Linked DNA regions of Sus scrofa: region 2 is linked to region 1. The links are chromatin contacts, called in public Hi-C maps. All regions are on one chromosome and are shown on one strand. Each heading gives the region's core, a stretch centred on a gene start, on an enhancer-like site or on the middle of the called end of the contact. The rest is flanking DNA. Distances are from core to core; before and after follow the strand shown. Region 1 overlaps ELOVL6 (elongation of very long chain fatty acids protein 6). Region 2 overlaps ELOVL6 (elongation of very long chain fatty acids protein 6).

Region 1 (5,742 bases), core at 1,392-3,891:
CCTTTTTAGGGCCACACTCACAGCATACTGAAGTTCCCAGGCTAGGGGTTGAATTGAAGCTGTAGCTGCCAGCCTGTACCACAGCCAGGTCCGAGGTGTACCTGTGACCTATGCCTCAGCTCACGGCAATGCCAGATCCTTAATCCACTGGGTTGAGGCCAGGGATTGAACCTAAATCCTCATGAATACTATGTGGGGTTCTTAATCTGCTGAGCCACAACGGGAACTCTAAAACACTCACAGCTTTTAATCCTGCAATTGCACTTCTAGGCGTCTGTATGATGCAGACAATCTTCAGTATGGGAAAGGAAAGATAATCACTGCAGTACAACAGTGAAAAAGTAGGCAAATAAATCTCCAAGAGTCAGGGGTATACTACGGGATATCGACTTGAAAGACCGTTACACAGTTATTACAGCTGCATAAGATGTATATGCTTTTAATAACTATGGAATGTGGTATAATTCCATAGTGGAAGAATAAATACCCCCCACTCCCAATTTACAGTAGTTATCCTGCCTAAGTGGCAGGATTATGCATGCTTTTTTCCTCTAATTTACTTTTATTCACTGAATAGTTTTTTCTACTTGCTTAATGATGAAAGATGAAATTTTTATATTATTAACACTTTCTTTTTAGGGCCACACCTGCGGCATATGGAAGTTCCCAGGCTAGGGATCAAACTGAACCTGCAGCTGCCAGGCTAAACCACAGCCACAGCCACAGCCACACAGGATCCGAGCTGCGTCTGGACCTACACCACGGCTCACGGCAACACCGGATCCTCAACCCACTCAGCAAGGCCAGGGATTGAATTTACGTCTTCATGGATTCTAGTCGGGTTCATTAGCATGGAGCCACAACGGGAACTCCCAATAAAATTAAATTTTAAAAAGCGTTTTTAAAAGTACAAAATACTAACCAATATACTAAGCATTTGGTGGTGGTTTCATGAATACTATATATTAAAAAAAAAAAAAGACACAAATTCTATTCCAGATATTTCTACATATGTCTTACTGGAAGATACTAGAGCAGTCATTCTCCACTGTATCTACTGGAGTCACAAAAACCTGGGTTTCAATCCTGCTGTAACACGTTGGTTCTGTGATCTTGAATAGACTACATCCTATCCGCCTCGGTGTCTCATCAAAAAACTGGGAAAATAGGAGTTCCCGTCGTGGCGCAGTGGTTAATGAATCCAACTAGGAACCATGAGGTTGCGGGTTCGGTCCCTGCCCTTGCTCAGTGGGTTAACGATCCGGCGTTGCCGTGAGCTGTGGTGTAGGTTGCAGATGCAGCTCAGATCCCGCGTTGCTGTGGCTCTGGCCTGGGCCGGTGGCTACAGCTCCGATTCGACTCCTAGCCTGGGAACCTCCATATGCCGCGGGAGCGGCCCAAAGACATAGCAAAAAAGACAAAAAAAAAAAAAAAAAAAAAAAAAAAAAACTGGGAAAATAACATTGCCTTCTCAGGCTTCTTGTAAATCATAATACTGGACCTGGCAGGATTTGCCTCTTAGTAAATACTCAATACCTGGTACCTAATGCAACTGCTTATGATCAGTAAAAATAATAGACATTATAAGATGAGAATCAACAAATGCCACAGATCAGGCTGGTTGGGTTTTTATAGCTAAAGTTATTTCAAGATCTGTTTGTTTAATCATTTTAAAGGTATGTATGATACTAGAACTTCTGTGAAGTTGCTATTTGCCTTTTGTCAATGCTTTAAAAACAATAAAGAAACAAAACTGTACAACCCAAGTTTGTAATAAACAAGAGCTTTTACGAAAACAAGTCATTTATATATCCCAGCTTGAGAATGGAGAGAGGTAACATCGTAAATCAATCATGCCAATTCTTAGAAAAAGTCCTAACAGGATGCAGGACCCAAGTGTTTTAAATGGTACACATAGGTTGCTCTTGAACTGGACTGAAAAGAACTGGTCCACCTCAAAGAGTTACGTTTAGAAACATTAACCATTAGAAATGACTATAAATAAGCCTTCTAAATTAGATATTTCTAAAAGAAAATTTTGAAACGTTATGGGTAGATACCCTTTTTCTTCTTCTGACATATTTATGGTGGGAGAAAACAAGGTCCCTTTTCGAGTCATGTAATTACTGGGCTAGCAGTGAAGAAAGGAATTGAATATGACCATTTGGCGGATTCACACTGCAGTTAAAAGGCCCATAGAATGTTAGGATATTAATACTGTACAATGCTCATTCTTTTCACAACTCTCAGTATTTTTTTTTTTTTAACAAAAACTGTTGATCGTAGCAAATAGGAGCCGAGATAGGCTGGCCACACAGCCACCCTGGGGGAGCTAACAGGACGTGATGTGATGCCGCTGCTCTGTGCCGGTGGTGAGAGGCGAGAGTAACTAACTAACCCAGATTTGTAGAACTGGCATCATCTCCTCCATGTCAGCCACCTTCAAAGGGTATCTGCAGGATATAGAGATGGCACGATCTGATTATCCCCAACCCGTTACTGGCCAGGAATCTGCTCTCAAGTCCACACACCTGGCATTGGGTTGACCCTGACTGATCACAAACAAATATCCATCAGCTAGTTGACCTTTAGTGCACCTTCTGCCCTGGGCTGACAACAGCGTGGATGATCGCAGGTGATTGTTTTCAACTTCTAGTCCTGCCTTTCGCCCTTGACGCCCCTTAGAGCTATACACATAAAGGGAACGCCCAAAGGAGGCCACACACAAGTCAAAAAGGGCTGAAATTACCTAAGGCCTTTCTTTGGGCCGCTCCTCTTCTCATCAGCATCCCCCTCATTTGGCTCATGTGGGCAGCTGGGCTAGAACTAGACACCCCACTAGTCAAGAACAGAGATGGGTGTGGCAGCTGCCAGCACAAAGTGGCTCCAGTACAGAAGATTTTCATCTCTAGAGTGGCATGGGAAACCAAAAATCTAATCTCGAGTTAAACCTTTCTCCTACTCTTTGACTAGGTCCACCATGAGGTCAACCACTCTATAAAATCCTAATGACACAGCCTGTCAAAGCAAGTACACCCTTGCTTTGTCAGACTGTACAGGGCATTGAGGTCAAAAATTCTTTTTTGGCTGCCCCTGGGCATGAGGAGTTCCTGGGCCAGAGATCAGATCCAATCCACAGTTGCAACCTAAAAACACAGCTGTGGCAATGCCAGACCTTTATCCCACTGTGCCAGGCTGGGATCCAACTTTGGTCCCAGGGTGCTCCCAAGAGGCCACTGATCCTGTTCCACCATAGCAGGAGCTCCAGAAATTCTTATCCGTAACTGCCTATGCTTTATCACTAAAAACAGAGGTTTTGCTTAAATGATACCAAAACAATGACTCCTTTTTTTTCCTCATTAAATGGATGACATTTGGGAGGGGGTAGATGGACTGAACCCAATCATTTATGTCACACTGTCACCAAAGTTCATATGGCATTTAGTCACCAACAACTTAGGTCTAGTCTCCATGGTTTCTGCAAGGGAACAGAAGCTGTACATTTAGACAGCACCAATGGCCACACAGAAAAATAAATTTTCTATTTTCTTTTCCAATTCCAGTTGGAACTCCTGATTCTTCAATCTGAAAGGACTAATCAAGCACCCACCGTGTGCCAAGCCCCGTTCTAGGCTCTGGGAATACGTCAATTAACAAAGCAGGTGACAAAGCAGCCTGTGCTCATGGAGGTTACAAGTCTGGAGATAAATAAATAAAATAAATAAATAAGGTATGTTACAAGATTGCACATATGATGGAGAAAAGAAAAAAGTAAAGCAGCAGGAAGGGACAATGAGGCAGGAAGTGACAGACAAGACAATTTAAACAGGGTGGTCAGGGCGCACACATGGAGAAGGTGACTCTGAGCCGAAGACTTTAAAGGGAGGGAGTGAACCACGCTCGGACAAGCTGTGCAAGGCCTAGAAAAATAACTAGGACAAGGACCGCCTTCTGTGTTTACATTTACCTGGTTTTGCCAAATTTGTCTTTGGAAATCTCAGAGTACTGAGAATTCCTTTGCACACGTGTCTCTAAGTGCGTACCTGAGAGATAATTCCACTTGTTTCAGTAACTTTTCATGTGAACAAGCCATGTTTGCGTATCATCAGGAAGAAGGAGCATGGCAATTATCTAGACTATGGTAGAGAAAGATTTTATTTTTTATTTAGGGGATAAATCTGAGTTACTAAGAATTCTCCAAACTTTTGAGTTTCTAATGCCACCTTTTTTCTTTTTTTTTCTTTTTTAAAATCTTAAGTAAAGGTGGGAACCAGGGGACTCAAGGTCTCAGGAACCAAGAGCACCGCCCTAAGAAACCACATTGCTTTTATTGTGTTTTTTAGGATTATGTCACGTGAGAAGGGGGTTGTAAGTGCAGGATATAGGTTTTTTTAAGTTATTTTAAAAGTCACTTAGCGGGTTGCTGACTAAGTTTTCACTCTGACCTTTAGGCATTTAACAATCATTAGCATATGAGGAAGCTTGGCGTCAGCTATCTATGCATAGATTCTAGAGAATCACCATTGTGCTTCTACAGAAGGCATGCCTATCTGCAGCAACCTGGTGTGCCTAGGTTTGCACCTGGTTCTTCTTTGCTAATACATATCCAGCTAATGACCCCTTATAAACCCCTTGGGGCTATGGGGCTTTTTTTTTTTTTTTCTTTTATTACTCAAATGAATTTATCACATCTGTAGTTGTATAATGATCTTAACAATCTGATTTCACAGGATTTCCATCCCAAAGCCCAGGCACATCCCCCCACCCCCAAAACTGTCTCCTCCGGAGACCGGAGACCGTAAGTTTTTCAATGTCTGTGAGTCAGCATCTGTTCTGCAAAGTTCAGTCTGTCCTTTTTTCAGATTCCACATGTCAGTGAAAGCATTTGATGTTGGTGTCTCATTGTATGGCTGACTTCACTTAGCATGATAGTTTCTAGGTCCATCCATGTTGCTAAAAATGCTGGTATTTCGTTCTTTTTAATGGCTGAGTAATATTCCATTGTGTATGTGTACTACATCTTCTGGATCCACTCCCCTGTCGATGGACATTTAGGTTGTTTCCATGTCTTGGCTATCTAATGCCACCTCTTGAGAATTAAGTTAGTCCATAGACAGAAGATGATTATGACATACCAGGGTAGAGTCAAATTAAGGCCGACCTAAAAGAGCTTGACACTAGAGATGCAATTATTTTGCTTTCTCATAAAGAGGAGGAGGAGTATTTCTTTAGGATTTCCTCCTGCAAATCCAAACTTGAATGTACAAAAACAAACGCTGGTTCTTCAAAAAATTGCCAGGATTATTTCTTTTCCAACTAGTGACAGAATTGGATTTCCTACAAGCACATGAATTCTGCTTCACTGGCAAACTGGTTTTAGGTCCAGGTAGAAGGAAATAAAGGGGGCGGGGACTAGAAATTCCTGATGAGGACAAGGAAATCAGTTTTCAGTTTTCCTCCTGAGTCATCAGGGGAGTGTGGGACACAAGTGGCTTTTGAATGTCCACTTCTCTATGTGGACATGGAAGAAGCAAAGCCCAATGGCACTGTGGAAATCAAAACTTTAGAAAAAGAGGCAAATAAAATGAGTAAACGTGACCCTTAAACTAAAAAGGGAACTAAGTGCATTTAAGTGAGTTGCAGTGAAGTTTAACATTTTCAACCAAGTAATAAACACCATATACACTAGAACCTAATCCAAATTTTAGGAAGTCATCATAACACTTCAACTATAAGGTATAG
Region 2 (6,154 bases), core at 2,279-4,778, 65 kb before region 1:
GGCGGGAGTGGCACGTTCAGGCCTAGATTAATCATGACAGGTGATTCCCTAGCATCCTCAGGACAACACTCTAAGAGGACAGAGGATCACAGCACAAGCCGCACTGAGTTCTCATCCAGGAACTGTAACTCATCTGCCACCTGAGGACCCTGGTGTCAATCTGGAGCAAAAGCTGGCAGGACAGACAGCACAGGGCTCATCGAGTCTTTGCAGGAAAATGACGACTGTGAATGGGTGGGGTGGCTCTCCAATAAATTGTTCCTCCAGCAGGTAGAAGGGACTCTTTTATTTTCAAGCCCCTCAAACACCACTGGATAAAACTAAGAACACAGACAAGCAGCCCTGGCAGAGAAGGATACTTCTAGAAGCAAAGACTCGAGTTGTTCCTTTACAATTTGAGGCTTAAGGGCTAGAAGCGTAGAGGTATTTTTTTTTTTCTGATCAAAAACAAAAACCTCATTGAGGGAAGGGAGGTGGAGTTTGTGAAAGTATTCAGGGAAGGCACGTCAGGAGAGTAGTGGCATGCATTTATGCATTTATGTAGTCAATTATTGAAAAGATGGGGGTTCATAAGGATACTTACGCAGAATAAAGTAAAAGTCAGACGGTTAGGGTATTTCTCAATTTGAATAATTCTCTAACTTTGGTAATGCAAAAATTTAAAGGAAAACATCACAGACTCCCAAAAGAAAGAATACAGGCTCTCATTCTCAGACCAATACTAGTTTGAGGAATAGTGGTCTGACTCAGAGACTCTCTGACTCGAAATAAAAAAAAGGATCACTATGTAAAAATGTCTCTGGCAAGACAATCATTTTATCTGTACATGAAAATAAAGTTAAAATATTCTCAGGCTTTTGGAATTCCTAAAAACACAGCTGTAGACTTTTGGGCGTTGTGTGTAGCTCCAAGCCTGAAAAAAACGCCTCTGGCCTAAGGCTTTGTGGCTCGTGGTCCTGATTCAAATATGAAAAATAGCTGCCTGGGGCCTGGTTCATAATATTCATATGATACATTTCTTTTTTTTGATAAAGTAGTGATTCCATGTCAGCCTTTTAAGTGCCTGGCCCATGACAGGTGCTTAATATACCTTTATGAATGAATCTATATTAATATACATTTCACTCTAAGACTATTTTTTAATAGGCTCCGTGTGTGTGTGCACAGATGCATGTACAGAATATTCCTCCTGCTGCTCTTTTCTTGTCTTTGACCTTGGAAGACAGTGGTCAAACCAACCATTCAAACCAACTGCCAGCACTTTGTAGGCAGCAAGTGTACAGACCCCAGGAGAGAGTGGGTGGGCTACAGGTGCACATACTGGAGACCCTTCCTATTCTTTGTGAACAGACACAGAACTAGGGGCACCTTTCACTGTTTATAGCTCATCTTGCCAGGGGCTTACAACAAAATCACCACCTCAGACCCCCTTTTCTGGAGACATAGGAGTGGGAACACAATCTATAAATAAAAATTTTGACTAATCCAATTCTTAATTCTAGAGAATTAATGGACAGGTGTCTCCTAAGGATATATACCGGCTTGTAAGATGCTGGCCAGCAGGGCTCATGGATGAACTCAGAGCGTATCATCACCAGTGGATCCCTCTCTCTGGCAATAAAGATACCTTCCTGCGGAACTGTGCCGGTGTCAAATCCTTGCTGCTTACTTTTTCACTGTTTCTGCTAATCTGTGCCACACTTATATTCAAGACTGTTAGAAAGTTAAAGGAAAAACCTTAGGAATCTATGTTATATAGAGAGAGCCAGGATGTGCATTAATTTCTAGAAAGTGAACTATATTTCTCTAAGGCCTCTTTCTTTGATGATTAAAATTAAACAACATCAGAAACTAACCCTTGGCATTCCCATCGTGGTGCATCGGAAACAAATCTGACTAGGAACCACGAGGTTGCAGGTTCAATCCCTGGCCTCGCTCAGTGGGTTGAGGATCCAGCATTGCCGTGAGCTGTGGTGTAGGTCGCAGATGTGGCTCAGATCCCGAGTTGCTGTGGCTGTGGTGTAGGCTGGCAGCTACAACTGCGATTAGACCCCTAGCCTGGGAATCTCCATATGCTGCAGGTGTGGCCCTAAAAAGACAAAAAGACAAAAAAAAAAAAAAAAAAGAAAAGAAACTAACCCTTAATATTTGTAATGAGAACATGAAGATACCCAATCAAAAAGCTTCCTTAACTTCCTAGTCTGCATCCAAACTCCAGAGCTGAAAGTATGGGACTGGGTGAGGGCTGTGTGGCTAATTTCCCCCCATATTCTAAAATTAGCTGAGCTGTTAACCGGTGGGAAAGAAGGGGAGGGGTAGATGTTATAAACCCCCAGAAGTGGGTTTTCAGTAAGGCTTTGGACACCTGCACATTTAACATAAAGTATTTTGTTCTTCATATACACAATGCACAATTATTTCAAAGGAGGGAAGGAGAGAACAGAAAAATAGTGGAAGTTAATCAAAAAGTCATTAATCGTGACTTTCCTACAACCAGTAAAACAGGGCCTTCAAAGTTGTTTCTTGGTCCATTTAAAAATAAATATTGTGGGTGTGTAGCTACAAAGGGGGTGGGGGGGGAGGAAACGGAAGGAGAGAAGACACTCACCTAGTTCCGGTGCTTTGCTCAGCACAAATGCATAAGCCCAGAATTTGCTGACAGGTCCATTGTAAAAACCCTGGTCACAAACTGAATACTTCAGGCCTTTGGTCATCAAAATGTACAGCATATAAGCACCAGTTCGAAGAGCACCGAATATACTTCATAATGAAAAAAGAAAAGAAACAACATTCAGAAAAAGAATTTCACTTCTGACATGAACCGTTGGTAGAAGCCTGCCACTGGCAGGACATTGATAGCGATGCAGCAGCACGAAAATCTGCTTTTACCCAGAGGCATTGAAAATGGTTTGTAAACAAGAGTTACACCACTTCTCAGGGCTTTATTCTGAAGGCCATCCCTAAGGCCACCTAACGCGTCGTCCTCAATGTTCCAGAAAGGTGTCATGGAAAAGGGGAGTGCATCTCAGGCAACAGCTCAAGAACTCTGCTGACCTGACCTGTGTTTTGGCTTGAGAACTGTCCCTTGGGAGTGAGATGGAGTTGGCTGAAAACTCTGCTAATTATCTCCATTTTGTCCTTTGTCCAATTAGTCTCCAGATCCCTGGCTCCGTTTCCTGAATCTCTCTCGCTCTCAAATCCATCTTTTTCACAGAAGCCCGAGGAAGAAGGCTTAACTTCCATGGGAAGCCCCCCTCCCCCTGGAGTGCCCCCAGGATCATGCCCCTGAGCTCCCCTAACCGTGGCCAACCGTGTTGCAACACCGTTCTTCAATGCCCCGAAACGTGTTTGCCTTCACCCAGGCAGAGTTGCTCAAAGACTGCTGAACAAGCGATACTGTGGAAAAGTAAACGGACATGTGGCATTTTTATCCAGGAACCGCTAAGGAAAGAGGAGAGCTCTGGAAGGCGCTGAGCTCTGCTGTAACATGAGGTATGAAAGGACCTGGCAGCTGGACCGCGCCGCCTCCATGACAGAGTGAACCCGACAGGCACACGTGCCCCACAGCTCGCCAACTGCACGGACCACGGAAAGGAGAGCTGGCTGATCCTGGCGGGGGGAGGGGGGTAGGGATGTGCTGGCCCATCCTTGTCCTGGCAGCATCCCATTTTAGGTTTTACAAGTCCTAAGATAAACTAGCAATCAACTATTGAAATGAGTAGCAGCCTCACCCAACAGGGAAATGAGAGCTTTCTGTCCTTGCAGAGGCACATCTTTTAAGATGTCTCAAGTGTTGCTCCATAACAAGTCATTCCACCAGGGGACGCCATCCGTAAACATGTGTCCACCAGATAAAACCAAAGATCACCTTCGCATCGAACCAAAGTAATGAGACTGAATTGCTGGCAACAGCCTCTTATTTGGGGGGCTCTGAAAGTAGCTTCTCTAATGACATACCGCTTCCAGGAAGAAATGCAGTTCCTCTTTCCAACATAGAAAACGATCCTACATAGGATTTGGGGTATGACTTTACAACTGTAGATCCTATGTCCCCCTGCACTCAAGATGTAGCCTCCAACGCCTTCATGGGACCTGCAAGGCTTGAGTGGCCCCCCTCGCTCCCCCCGCCACCCTTCCCTCCTGCCTATTCGTCCCATCCCTTGTGAGCCAATCCTCCCCGCACCTTCTGATCCTTTCCGTTTTGTGACTTGAGACCTGTGCATATGCTATGTCCTCTTCTTGGGGAGCTCTTCTCCCATGCTCACTTGAAGGCTGCCCCTTCTCACTTTCTTAAACAAATGTCCCTCCTGGTAGCATGACCTCAGCCTTTACGATCAATATACAATCCTGGCTTGCGAATGGGAAGTTGGATTTCATTGGTAATGTCAGGTACATTTTTCAAATTTCGGTTTTCCCTCACCAGAGGGTGGCTAAATTTTCATAAGGAAAGTTGCCGCCATCACCAGATGATGGTGACTAGAAAACTGGGGACTTTGCTGCTTATGGAAGGTAGCAGGGAAAGAGGGATATGGCGTCTCCACTGAGCTTACAGAGCCGACACTGTTGGCTGCCTGTTCGAAGCTCAAGTCTCTTCCTCCTTTTCCATATTAAAAGAATGCTGATCCTGTCCAGGTTCTCCCAACTCATGCTTCCCCCAAGGAAGCTGACCTTGTCTTTGGCTTAGGAGTAAATCCTAACGATGTAAGCAAGTTTTAGTACTTCCATCTCCCTTGCTAGTAACTTGTTAGGCTGGGCGCGGACCTCGTTCTAGCCAACGTGATGTGAGGAGAAGGCTGCTGGGGCCTTTTTCAGGCAAGGTTTCCTTGCTCATCACCACGCAGTGGTTGGAAGAACAGCAGCCATCCTGCAACCAGGAAGGAGCTACCTTGAGGACGGCAAAGTATTCCCTTGAGATGTGACTGAGCTGCTGAATTACCCATTACCCTTTCAGTGATTCTATCACAAGACCTCTTGGTGTTGACATAAAGCTTCCTAATTGGATAAGCCATGTGGAGTTTTGCTTTTTATTATTTATACCCCAAAGCATCCCAGCAGACACAACACACCAGATCTGATCTTCAGTAGACTTTTGAACACAAATTAATTTTTTTGTGGCTATAAAATAGATCTATTTGGGAGCTCCTGTCGTGGCTCAGCAGTCCATGAGGACGTGGGTTTGATCCCTGGCCTCACTAGCCTCGCTCAGTGGGTTAAGGATCCAGTGTTGCTGTGAGCTGTGGTGTAGGTCGAAGAGGCAGCTCAGATCCCCAGTTGCTGTGGTTGTATGTAGGCCAGCAGCTACAGCTCCCAATCGACCCCTAGCCTGGGAACCTCCATATATACCACAGGTGTGGTCCTAAAAAGACAAAATATACAGACATACATAAATATATAGTCATAGATACGGTCAGTGAACTACTCACTACATCAGTTATCTGCTTTTCACAGACTGGTGGGATATACGTCAATGACTTTTGTACAAGCCCAAAGCAAAGAAACACACAAATGACACATTTTCAGTATGTATCCGTCTCCACTCCTTAGCCCCAGATCTGTGACTTTCTGAACCATTAGCACATGTCTCTCCCCGCCCCACCTGCAGCCCCTCACTGGGGAAGCAGAGCCCTTCGGCTACTATATTTTGCTACTAGACTGTGTACTTACATGATCAGAGCAGATCAAGGAAAGCAGCTTTGGAATAGTTACTACCTTTTAATCTTCTTGAGTCTCAAAAATTATTGTAGTTTATAGCCAATTTCTTAAGTCTCTGCACAGAGATTTATTCTTTCATTTGTGAAATATTTATTGGCCATGTTCTCGATGCCGGAGTGACAAGAATCAATAGGCTAACTTGGGCTGCTCCTGCCGGTGGTCTAGGAGACGTCCGCGGAGGTGGTATTTGAGTTGGGGATAAACAGGTATCGAAACTTTGAGGGTTAGGGCACGAGGGGCTGCTTCGGAGCACTGCGGAATTGAACGTTTGGGTATCGTGGTGACCCACAATATTGCTGGCAACAAGTGCACAGTACATATTATTGTCCCAGATCTGGGCGTAAGCCTCACTCCCTAAGCTTCGAACAATCAGGCTGACTCAGAACAGAGGGCAGTGCATTTTTCAGGGAAACCCTCAGTGCCAGCCATTGGGCTTGTGTCC

What was found. Hi-C and Micro-C count contacts between places; a contact is called where the count stands out from the background.
Region 2: a contact with region 1 is called in a Hi-C map of liver, with 7 times the contacts expected there. The contact joins two enhancer-like sites. A contact is called at or near these places in 1 of 5 promoter capture datasets (liver), 8 of 47 Hi-C or Micro-C datasets (fetal skeletal muscle, liver and skeletal muscle) and 1 of 2 datasets of contacts at active chromatin or transcription factors (skeletal muscle).

The regions. Positions count from the first base shown.
Region 1 is chr8:112,110,745-112,116,486 of Sscrofa11.1, reverse strand. The region is part of intron 2 of ELOVL6 (elongation of very long chain fatty acids protein 6); the gene reads right to left. Among named protein-coding and RNA genes, the nearest start is that of ELOVL6, 75 kb to the right of the region's middle. Within about 2 kb of position 2,641, at least 4 of the 83 cell types and tissues checked have an H3K27ac peak or open chromatin away from gene starts, as enhancers often do. A contact at or near this core is called in liver, where this site is marked.
Region 2 is chr8:112,176,580-112,182,733 of Sscrofa11.1, reverse strand. ELOVL6 (elongation of very long chain fatty acids protein 6) reads right to left here. Exons shown (of 5, transcript XM_021100707.1): 4 at 2,609-2,760. It overlaps LOC110261988 (a long non-coding RNA gene), which reads left to right. Exons shown (of 2, transcript XR_002346463.1): 2 at 1,503-1,636. Among named protein-coding and RNA genes, the nearest start is that of ELOVL6, 140 kb to the right of the region's middle. Within about 2 kb of position 3,528, at least 13 of the 83 cell types and tissues checked have an H3K27ac peak or open chromatin away from gene starts, as enhancers often do. A contact at or near this core is called in liver, where this site is marked.